2 separate regions of the Hordeum vulgare genome follow, and region 1 is linked to region 2. Evidence: chromatin contacts called from public Hi-C data. All regions are on one chromosome and are shown on one strand. The core of a region is the stretch at or near the end of the contact, and the rest is flanking DNA. Distances in the headings are between cores, read along the strand shown.

Region 1 (6,026 bases), core at 868-3,367, 210 kb before region 2:
AATTTAAGAGGAGTGTTAGCTTTTAGCCCAAGCAGTCAATCAGACCAACAAATATCAGATACACACAATTGGGATGTTTTGCCAATTCATCTCATGTACCTCCTTTTTTTGTTTCCTTCTTGCGAATCTTACACAAGATTATAACCTGCATGTGTATATGTACATAATCAAGCTAGATGACTCACACTCGTACACACTCCACAGAATCACCTTGTCCAAGTCATACATGTCAACTAACACATAGCTAGGTAGGACCAAACCAGACACGACTATTATTTCAACAATCTCCCCCTAAGTAATACTTCGTATGGCAGAATCAATCAGCCAAACAATCACGCATACACAAGATAGGCATATTTCAGCAAAGACAGCTCAGGTGCCTCTGTTTTTTTCCCTTGTTTCTTTCTCAAAACAGCACACAACATTGCAACCTGCATGTGTATGTATGCACAATGAAGCTACACAACCACTCTCGTACACAGACTCGCCTTCCGTACACGTCAATTAGGACATAGCAAGGTAGGACTCGACATGCCACGATCAGATTCGACAAACACAGCTCCTAGCAGGACATAGCTAAGTATTGATTATACCAACAATGAACACACAAGTACGGCACAATCCGACTTGACAAACATCATTCGTAGCGGGACACGACTTGATTGTTTTCAACAATGAGCACAACCAATTACAACAACAAGCAAATGGCCATCATTCTACAACAAAATCATCCATGCATAAGCTAAGCTTCCTTATGTATAAGATACATCATCCCACTTTGGAGGATTATCTATCGTCAACAGAAAACACAGTATGATTTGAGATGGGAATCCAACATTGGTACCTGAGGCTTCATAAATCTCCCCAGAGTCCCAATCTCGAACTCGAACCCGTCTTCGTCTTCATCCGACCCATCCGCACCGTCAGCCCTGACACCGACCGCACTGGCGGCGACGGCACTTCCAGTGGCCGCCGCGACCGCCGCAACCACCTCCTCGAGGGAATCCCTTTCCCCGACACCCTCCAAGGCTACCCCGCAGCCCTCGGCAGCCCTCTCCGCAGCGAGCCCCGCCTCCCCCTCGTGCAACGCGGCAGGCGTTGGCGACGCAGTGGCCCCCTCCCAGTTCCGGCGTCGGGCACCCTCCGCGCGGAACGACACGGGAATCTGCCGCGACAGCTGCTGCACGACGCCGCCGATGGAGCCGCCGAGGTCGGAGCCCGCCTGCCCGAGCCGGCCGCCGATCTCGACGAAGGAGGCGACGGCCACGGCGGGGAGGTCGACGCCCCCGCCGCCGACGAAGGGCACGGCGAGGAGCTCGATGTCGAAGGGGATGAGCTTGAGCGGCAGCGGCGGGGCGGGCCACGGGTGCTGCGGCGGCTGCACGTGGAGGAGGAGGCCCGAGACGCCCTGCGCGAGCCTGTAGGCCAGGTCCTGCCCGTGCCGCTGCACGCCCAGCAGCGCGTCCAGGGAGATCTCCATGGACTACGGCGAATCCCGTGATGCTTGCAGGGGACGTACGACTGGGCAGATGGTCCTGATGAGAATCCCGTGATGCTGGTGGCTGGATGGTACCGTGATTACAGGGGACGTTGCTGGGCATTTTCTCCTCTCTTTTTTTCTTGCGTGATTGGAAGTTTCGTTGGTGGAGTATGTTCAGCCAATTATAATTGCTAAGTACACCCAGCAGACGGTGAATTAACGAGGGCTGTTAGATTAAGATCTGTGGGATTAATCGTGGGGTGCTGATTGATTTTTTTTTTGTGGGATGTTTGATGGGGTGTCTGTAGTGTAATTCTTGTTCGATTGTTTAGTAGTACTTCCTTCTTTCCTAAATATAAGTCTTTGTAGAGATTTCACTAGTGGACTACATACGGATGTATATAGACATACTTTAGAGTGTACATTCAAGCATTTTGCTTCGTATGTAGACATCTAATGAAATCGTTTAAAAGACTTATATTTAGAAAACGGAGGGAGTAGTATAGATGCATGTTGCTTCTGAGTAAATCTCTCAGCTTCAACTCGATTTGTTTTTGCTGGGCCGTTATACAATTATAGGCAAATATTTACCGGGCTTAAATGAAACCTGAGCGGTTAAATTGCAAGGCATGCCAATCAGCATCCAGCATGCAACCTGGTCCAAGGCCGCCGAAACGAGCGCGTCGTAGTGGGAAACTGGGGAACGTCCCTTTCCCCGTCCGTTCCAGGCGCCACATGGCTCCGGCGGCCGCCTCCACCGTCGACGTCCTCGGCGACGACCTGCTGCAGGAGGTCTTCATCCTGCTCCCGGCACCGGCCGACCTCCTCCGCGTCGCCCTCGCCTGCCGCCCATTCCTCCGCGCCGCCCGCAGCGCCGCCTTCCTCCGCCGCTTCCGCCGCCGCCACCCCTTCACCTGCCCGCTCCTCCTCGGCTGCCACCTCCACCGCCCCGGCGAGCGCCGCGGGAACAGCGCCCCCCACCTGCTTCCCGCGCCCCCCGCCGCCGCCACGAGCCGCGTCGCCGAGCGCGGCGACTTCGCCCTGTCCTTCATCCCCCGCCGCGGCCGGCCGGGCGCCGCCGGTGCCGGCACCCCGTGGCAGATCCTCGACTGCCGCAACGGCCGCCTGCTGCTGCGCAACCGGTCGTCGTCCCAGGACCTCGCCGTCGCCGACCCGCTGGCCCGCCGCTGGGTCTCGCTCCCCGCGCTCCCCGGCGACCACCCCGTGGGGTACGCCCTCGTCGCCGACGACGGCGACTACTCGGTGTTCCAGGCGGCCTGCATTTCCCGGGTCGGCGACACCACGGAGCTGCGCGCCTTCGTCCTCTCCTCCGCCGACCTCCGGTGGGCGGACGTGGGCGGCCTCGCGCAGCAGCCCAGTCTCGCGGCCTCCCGGGCGATGCAGGCCAACCGGACGCTGTACTGGAAGCTAACGGGCGGGCAGCACATGCTGGCGCTGAACACGGCGACGACGGAGCTCGCCGTGCTGCCGCTCCCCCCTTTCCTGCGGGAGCTCAGCTTCGACGTCATCGAGAAGGGGGAGGACGGCGCCGGCGGGCTCCATGTGCTCACCATGCGTGGCTTCTGCATCGAGGTTTGGGCCGGCCAGGACGACGGCGCCGGTGGCCTGGCGTGGACGCTGGTGGACAAGTCGGTCAGGTTCCACAGGGCGATTGCAGAGATGATTGGCTCGGAACACTTTTACCATCTCACACTGGATGTCATCGGGGTGGCTGCTGGTGTTGTGTTCTTGCGCAATGGCAGTTGTCTCTTCTCCATTCATCTCGAGACCATGAAGATGACGAGGCTGTCTCTGAACGAGGGTTGCCCGTCCCCGCTGATATACCCTTACACGATAGCGTGGCCGCCGGCCTTCTTGAAGCCTACTGAAGAAGGTGCTTGATAAGGTGATACACGGTTACAATGTGCTGAATGTCTCTTGCAAGATTTGATCAATGATGATGTGCTTAACTGCTTATAGAGAATGTTTAAACCAAACAGTTTAGTTAACCTTCTGCTATCTAAAACTTTCTTTGTTTGCTGCTTGGTGGATTCTTATGATATGCCTGAATACCCTGAATTTTCTGCAGGAATGTGAAGCTACATTCAGGTTATGATGATTAGATTGTGTGGCAGAGCTGATGCCGGAGAAGGATGTATTTGATCATCCATACGAATTCTTGAGACATGATAGCCATGAACCTGCTCTAGCTGTGCTTACATGTTTTAGCCTCGTATCATGTAATTATTTGTGCTTGCATTCTTAGTTGGTGTGTTATGTTCTGCCACCATTACGTGTATGGTCACTTAATTTCACTCAGTTGCCTGAGATTATAATTTCAGAATATAGTATTTAGCATGCTTTTGTGAATGTTATGCCGGAGCTTTTATATTGCTTGCACGATCATTATATATCCTGTCAATTTCCGTATCAGTTCATCCAGCTCCATAATTTTGGTGCTTAACTTAAGGCTGTCGCGAGACAATTCCGGCTGAAGTTAGAGTCTGGCTCCTCTGATACTGATGCGTGAATGCTGGATAGTCTTACTTTTCTTCCTATGACATGCTGAATGAAGAAACTGAAGACTCAAGAACTAGGCCTAGTGTCATCAAATGCTGTTATAACGGTGAAGTTTCAGAATTCTTTATCGGTTGGTGTTAGTGTGTTTTATTTTATTTATCACTTCTCTGAGGTGTGCCATGGATGGAGATAGCAGCATGATGATCCAGGTTTATTTCTTTAGTTAATCTGGATTGAAGGTTTGTAGGCAAAAATGTAGCGAGATTTCTGAGATAGATTATACTTGGTTTCTATCATGTTCGAACATATTGGGCGACTACAGTTCTAGTTCAGGTTTTGAGTGTGGTTTACCTGATGCAAATGCCTGATAGTCGATCTAACTGTGCATCCAAATTCCAGCGTCATGCACATGGAAGAAGCTGAAGCTGAAGCTGAAAAACTAAATTGGCCTATGCCAGTGAGTGCCGTTACAAGGTGAAGCCGGATCATTTGTTCTATCAACTCGTGTTAGTGCCTTTTTCTCTTCTCCCATGACACTTTAGGACTTGCTGGAGATGGCAGCCTCAGGTTAGTTTGGGGTTGTTTCTTGAGTTTATCTGGGTTGGGGGTTTTGTTGACAAATACACTTATTTCGCAGAGACACGCGTTATCCCTATTTATTTATGCGTCCGCTAAAATGATAAGTGCGAATATAGTAATTATAGTTGGTGTCAGGGTGTGTTTTGTTCTGCCACCATTATGTTTATGTGGGTTGGAGGTTTTGTTGATGGTGAATATAGTAAAAAAATTTGTCATCGGTGACGTCACAACAATGGAGAATAATTGAATCACGGATCTTGAATAACTAATAGTCAGTTATGAGGGATACTGGTTTTAGTGGGAGCGTACTCTAAAATCAATATAGTTAGTTATGAACAATGTCTAAGAGTATGTGGATTATAGTAGCATAATATTTATGGTATTTTAATTATAGTAGTAGAGTATTTATGGCACACGTTTTTCACCTTTTCAGTCGAACTTGATTAGTTGTTTACAATATTTGGTGAAAACTTTATGATTGGTACCGTAATGTGAGGATTGTCCTCAAGAGTGTCGAGATTCTTTTTGTCCTATTTCATACTTTGGAGTTTAGATGATTTCGCACTAATACTAAGGATGATGTGATTCACGTCCTTCGATTCAAAATCTAGAATTACATCACAACACTATGCTTTCATGAGACCCAAACTTCAAAATGCTTGGGATAGTTATGTCATAGTCATGGAGCTGAAATATGTGTTCAGAAACAAACAAAACCTAAAAGATATAAGATATTTGAAGCAATATTTGATTGCAAGTACAAGTGAAGTGTTCATCGGGCCCACGGAAGAACAACTGTCACGGGGTCCGCACTCGAACTCCTGGGAAGACCGCGACGAGAAACCAATGACGTGTTTGGTTGCTCGCATGAGGCCCAACTAGGCCTGCACCTGGAGAAATTGGGTTGTTTGGTTGCCTAGGTTCATTGTTTGGCCTGCAATCGCGTGATATTTAAAGCACCTCACAACCAGTCATGCTAGGAAGTGCCGAATCGTCAGTTTCTAGCGAGACAGGCTCAACCGAAGCAAGGGAGGGGAACGCGGCGCGGAGATGGTGCGAGATCATGCGTGTCTTTGAAAATCGGCGGGAGGATTTTGGGTTACCTCCCGCCGATCCGTCGAAACTGTCGCCACCGTTCTCCTCCTTTTGAGCTTTCCCTCTAACGCGGATCGGCACCAACAAGCAGGTAAGCGTTGCCTCTTCTTCGGCCGGCGGTCCATGGCGGCGTCGATTCATGTCCTCCTCTTCTCCGACATGTTCATGTCTCCCTTGAGCTGCAACGATGGCCTCTGTGAGTTCAATCACCCCCTTCTTTGTACTCGTTCTAGCTAGATCTGGGAGTATGTGGTGGGTTTGATCTATGACCATCTTGTAGCATTGTACATTGTCGATCTATGAGAGTGTGATGTTGTGGTAGCTATTGGTGATAGATTTGTAGCATGCTATT
Region 2 (5,454 bases), core at 1,888-4,387:
CGCCAATTATGAGGAAGATCCACCCGTTTCTAAAAATATTACACAAATTTACGGGAACAAATGTTGAATTTTACCATTGAAGCATGCGAAGAAACGACGAACGACGAACATCGAGAAAAAAGACGAACGCAACAACCACCACCTCCTCCAACTCCACCACAACCACCACCTTCACCCACTATCCACCCCACCCCACCACCACCACCACCAAAAAAGTGGTCGACACACCACCATGAACTACCCCATCACGAGTGAGACGGATGGTTTGGCTGTACTAACCCTATACAATACAACTAAAACGGCTAGAATTTAGTGTAAAGATGAGAGAGTTTTCGGGTGGGGAGAGAAGGAAAGAGGAGAAGGAGAGAAAGAAAGAGATAAGGAGGAGGAAGGGGAGGGAGGGAGCTGGCTGGCTCAGATTGGCCACCTATCGGCCTCGCCAAGGCCAAAAGGCCTATCGGCCACGCCAGGGCCGGCTCGCCTCCAGGACGAGTGGGCGCAAGCGACGTGGCCCGGCCAATAGTCAGATACCACATGACCAACGGGGGGCTAATCGGCCACACCAAGGCCGACAGGACGCACTCGGCTACGGCAAGGCCGACTGAAGCCAGCCGGCTTCGATCAGGCCGAGGCCGTTATATTTTTCAAAAATTTCAAAATGACACAATATTTTTCAAAATCAATAAAAAACAATATTTTAAAAAATTAGCAATAAACTGCGCACTATAATTAGTATTCTTGCTTCTGAAATTCTATCAACAATGTAGAGAGAAAACAAGAACTTCATACGTTTTTAGAACCATAAGCATAGGTACTTAAAATATGATGTAAATGTTCTCATGGCTACAAAATCATCATCAACATTCATAGGTTCATTGACACATGAGGAGCATCCGTGTAAATCTCATTTGGTTGTTGAAGCGGAAAAACATGGAACTGTGAATCAACAATGGACAGAAAGCATCACCTTTTAAATACATTAATGCACAAAAATAAACGCTAAGATGCTTTGAAATTTTCATCATCAAGGTTTAAAACCACAGTAACTCATGCTTAGATTGGCAGCAATGTTTTTTCAAAACCATAGTAATCCGAAAATTCAGTATGCCAGCAGAACTTCCCGTAGACGTCTATTTGATATTTTTCCCAATGCACGGGAGTTGGTACAACTTGAGGCTCAACTATAGAACATGTCGTTCTTCTCCTTGGCAAGATGTGGTATCTAAAAGTGTATCATATTTGCATCCAAAACAGAGTGAATTGAGACCCTACCACCGGGCTCTTTATTTTTCAACAATATGGAAAAAGAATCACATCCCAATCTACATTTCAACCTGCATTAGCATCCCAATGTCATATTGTAAAAAAAACACAAAAATCAAGGTTAAAAAATAGCTGATGAAGCACACTCATATTAGCATATGCTGCTCAACCCTGTGTATATGTTTTGTAGCTCTATTATCCTTGCTAGCTTAATGTTGCAGATGATCTTTTTGAAAGAACCAAATATATAGACATGCATCCATGAGAATTTACATTTCAACCTCCACTAGCATCGTTGTGTGATACTTAAAAGAACACGCAAAAATGGCATGGTTCCACTTTGCCCTAGTTGCCACTTAATTAGTTAGCTAACCACAAACTCATATTACCATATAGGAATACTCCTCAACTCCACAAAAATGGACACCTTAGTTTTGACTGCCTGAACGTACCTGCGTGTAAAACGGCTCTGCCATACCATGCATGTCAAGTGCAGATTATAAGATTACCCTGATTCCATGATTATCTGCTCCTGTCAGCTGCTAATTAATCTAAGAAAATATACAATATAGTGGTCGTCGGGAGGCAAGAAGAGGGAGATAGAATCAAGAGCTTATTGATAATGGTGGCATCGTCCAAGCCGGCGGCTGCACATCACAAGAAAAGTCGAATCTACAATCTCCGTCCACACCGGCGCAAGGCACAACTCGAAGGGATCCGGGTTTAGAAGATGCTATATTAGATGCGGACATGGCTGGAGACAAAAGATGAATGAATCATGGGTTAGAAGATGGACTCGCTATAAACATCCGCTTCAGGTGACAATTCGAGTCGAGTGAGAGAAAAAACGAACCTGGTGTGCCGATCTGCTCCTCTCTTTGTTCCTCTGGTGTCAGGAAAGAACCGGACGGTTGTGTATGGGCGGCTGGGCGACGGAGATAGGCGCGTCTAGGGCGGCGGCTGGGCGATTGGGTGTCAGAGAGAGGCGCGTCGAGGACGGGAGCGGCTGGGAGGCGGAGAGAAGATTGTCGAGGGCATCGGTTGGGCGACTGGGCGGCCTGATTGTAGCCCCTTCTGTTTTTTAGGCGATCCACGATGAGAAAATCATTGGCGTGATTTTAGGAACGGAACAGCGGCATCAGGCTTGTTTGTTTACCGGGATTAGACTAAAAAAAAATCTCTTTTAGTCCCTATGTAATCAAACTAAAAGAAGTTTTTTTTAAGGAACTAAAAAAAGACTCTACTAGAAGGACTTTTTTTAGTTCCTGGAACTAAAAGAAAATCTAGTCCTTTAAAAACAAACACCCCTCAATCGATCATGGGACGTATAGAGCAGAACATCGGATCCAAGCCGTTAGATGGTGTGGCAGACCGTCGAAGTCGCGTAGACTCTTGGATTGCATCAGGTGGAATTGATGTGAGGATACCGGTTGGTATGTACTCCATCCGTTTCAAAATATAAGACCTTTTAGAGGTTACACTAAAAGACTACATATGAAGTAAAATAAATGAATTTATATTTTAAAATATGTCTATGTACATCCGTATGTAGTTCATAATGCAATATTCAAAAGGTCTTATATTTAGAAATGAAGGGAGTATACATTATTGTTGGTGGCTCTAAAAAAACTATAGTTTGCTCTTTTAATAGTTAGTATAGATGATAGGATTTTTTCATTAATTCTAGGCTAATGTCTTTTTCACTTTGAAATGTAAAACCATTCATATAAATTGAAGGGCCTCGAAGAAATTTTTTCTATAAAATTCCTATAGTTTGGAATTCATATACAATAATTCAAAAGCCAAATCTAACATTCGGATTTTAGTATTTCCGTGATGAAAAGGCTGACCGGTTTCAGAAAAAAGGCAGAAAAAAGCGAGGCTTTCCATAAACTTTAAGGAAGGGCCCGTCGGTTGCTCGCATTCCGATCCCCATCCTGCGTCGCCATGGCACTCACGGCTCCGGTCGCCGACACCATCGTCGTCCTCGGCGACGACCTCCTGCGGGAGGTTTTCCTCCTCCTCCCCACCCCAGCCGACCTCCTCCGCGCGGCGCTCGCCTGCAAGCCCTTCCTCCACGCCGCCCGCAGCGCCCGCTTCCTCCGCCGCTTCCGCCGCCGCCATCCCTCAACCTGCCCGCTCCTCCTCGGCTGCTTCATCCACCGCCCCAGTGAAGACCGCTGCATCGAAGACCCTAGCCCTCTCTTTCTCCCCGCTTCCCCTCTCGCCGCCACGCGCCGCGTCGTCGAGGGCGGCGACTTCGCGCTCTCCTTCCTGCCCGACCGCGGCTCGTCGGGCCCCGACCCGTGGAAGTTCGTGGACAGGCGCAGCGGCCGCCCCCTGCTGTGGGATCTGGCGTCCGCGGAGCAGCCCGTCGCGGATCCGTGGAAGGTCTTGGACTGCCGCAACGGCCGCCTCCTGCTGCGCAATCGGGTGTCCCGGGAGCTGGCCGTCGCCGATCCTCTGACCCGGCGCTGGGCCTCTCTCCCCGCGCCCCCGGCCGAGCGCCCCGTGGGGTACGGCCTCGTCACCGACGACGGCAGCTTGTCGGCGTTCCAGGCGTTCTGCGTTTCAGAAGACGGCGGCGGCTCCCCCGGGCTTCGCGCCCAGGCCCTCTCCTCCGGCGAGCTCCGCTGGGCCGACGCCGCTGTTCTCGCGGGCCAGCACAATCTCGAGGACTCCCGGGCGATGCAAGCCAATGGGTCGCTGTACTGGAAGCTCAAGGGCGGGGAGCGCATGGTCGCGCTCAACACGGAGACGATGGAGTTCTCCATGCTGGACCTCCCCGATTTCGCGCGGCAGTTCAGCTTCGACGTCATTGAGAAGGGGGGCGACGGGGCTGGCGGGATCTACCTGCTCACCATGCTCGGGTTCTGCGTAGAGGTTTGGGGCGGCTGGGATGATGGCAGCGGTGTGCTGACATGGACTCTGGTGGAGAAGTCGGTCAGGTTCCAAAGGGCAATGGCGGAGATGATTGGTTCATCACAATTTTACCGACATGGGCTGAATGTCATTGGTGTTGTTGCTGGTGTGGTCTTCTTGCGCAATAAGGATTGTTTGCTCTCCATTGATCTGGAAACAATGAAGCTGAGGATGTTGGCTCGGAAAGACAAGTGCCCATCGGCCCTGATGTATCCTTACACTATGGCATGGCCGCCTTCATGCCTGAACCCCACTGAACAAGGTGCTTGATAAGATGGTAGCCCTACCTACTATGCAAATTTTGGCCAACAATCTGATCATAAGAAATATTTGAACCAAACAATTCAGTTTATAACTGCTTAACATTTTCTTGGTTGCTTTAGCTTTTGCGGACATAAAAAACCCATGCTGCTTTACACTTAAAACTTACTTCGTTTGCTTCTTGGTTGCGTGAAATCTTCTGATATGCTGAATACCCTGATTTTGCTGCAGGAATGTGAGTCTCACTACAGCTTATGGTGACAATAAGGTTTCGTGCAGAGGTAACCAAGAGGAAGGAATCCGATCATCTATACGATGATTGCGGCGTCACGTAACCAGTCTAACCATGCCTAAATTTCTGAACCTCGTATGATGTAATTAGTTAGTCTTATGGTCTTTGTATGTGTGTGGTCACTATAATCCGACTTTGCAATCTTGGGAATGCGCTATGTAGCATCCTTCCTTCGTGATTGTTGTACCAGTTCATCTGTCTGACCGTCTCCTGAAATATGTGTGATACAATCCTAGTCGGGGTTGGAGTGTATCTATCATCTGCTTTATACTCCAATACTTACTTTGTTCGCATCTTGGTTGGGTGAAATCTTCTGATATGCTGAATACCTTAATTTTGATTTTGGTCCGGGAAAGTGAGGCTCACTACAGCTTATGATGACAAAAGGGGTTTTGTGCAGAGGTAATGAAGAGGAAGGAATCCGATCATCCATACGAATTCCTGAAGGATGATTGCGCCGCAACCAGTCTAACCGTGCCTAAATGTCGGAACCTTGTATGATGTAATTAGTTAGTCTTGTGGCCTTGGTATGTGTATGATCACTCTATAACCCGACTTTGTAATCTGGGAATGCAGTATGTAGCGCGCTTCCTTCCTGATTGTTGTATTGTACCAGTTCATCTGTCTCCTCAAACATGTGTGATCCAATCCTGGTTCTTGGAGTTGGAGCGCGTCTCCTTCCATACAGATGCATGTATTATATCTCCGTCTAATAA

Evidence for each region. Hi-C and Micro-C count contacts between places; a contact is called where the count stands out from the background.
Region 1: a Hi-C map of leaf shows a contact between it and region 2, with 5 times the contacts expected there. The contact joins the promoter of LOC123407318 here to the promoter of LOC123424940 in region 2. A contact is called at or near these places in 2 of 6 Hi-C or Micro-C datasets (leaf and seedling).

The regions. Positions count from the first base shown.
Region 1 is chr1H:75,664,950-75,670,975 of MorexV3_pseudomolecules_assembly, reverse strand. LOC123407318 reads left to right here and starts at 2,117. Exons shown (of 2, transcript XM_045100430.1): 1 at 2,117-3,386; 2 at 3,570-3,850. The coding sequence starts at 2,129. The coding sequence ends at 3,382. It overlaps LOC123407327, which reads right to left and starts at 1,480. Exons shown (of 2, transcript XM_045100441.1): 1 at 845-1,480. The coding sequence starts at 1,480.
Region 2 is chr1H:75,457,651-75,463,104 of MorexV3_pseudomolecules_assembly, reverse strand. LOC123424940 reads left to right here and starts at 3,137. Exons shown (of 2, transcript XM_045108626.1): 1 at 3,137-4,447; 2 at 4,678-4,992. The coding sequence starts at 3,211. The coding sequence ends at 4,685. LOC123407302 (a long non-coding RNA gene) reads right to left here and starts at 2,362. Exons shown (of 2, transcript XR_006612582.1): 1 at 2,117-2,362; 2 at 994-2,017.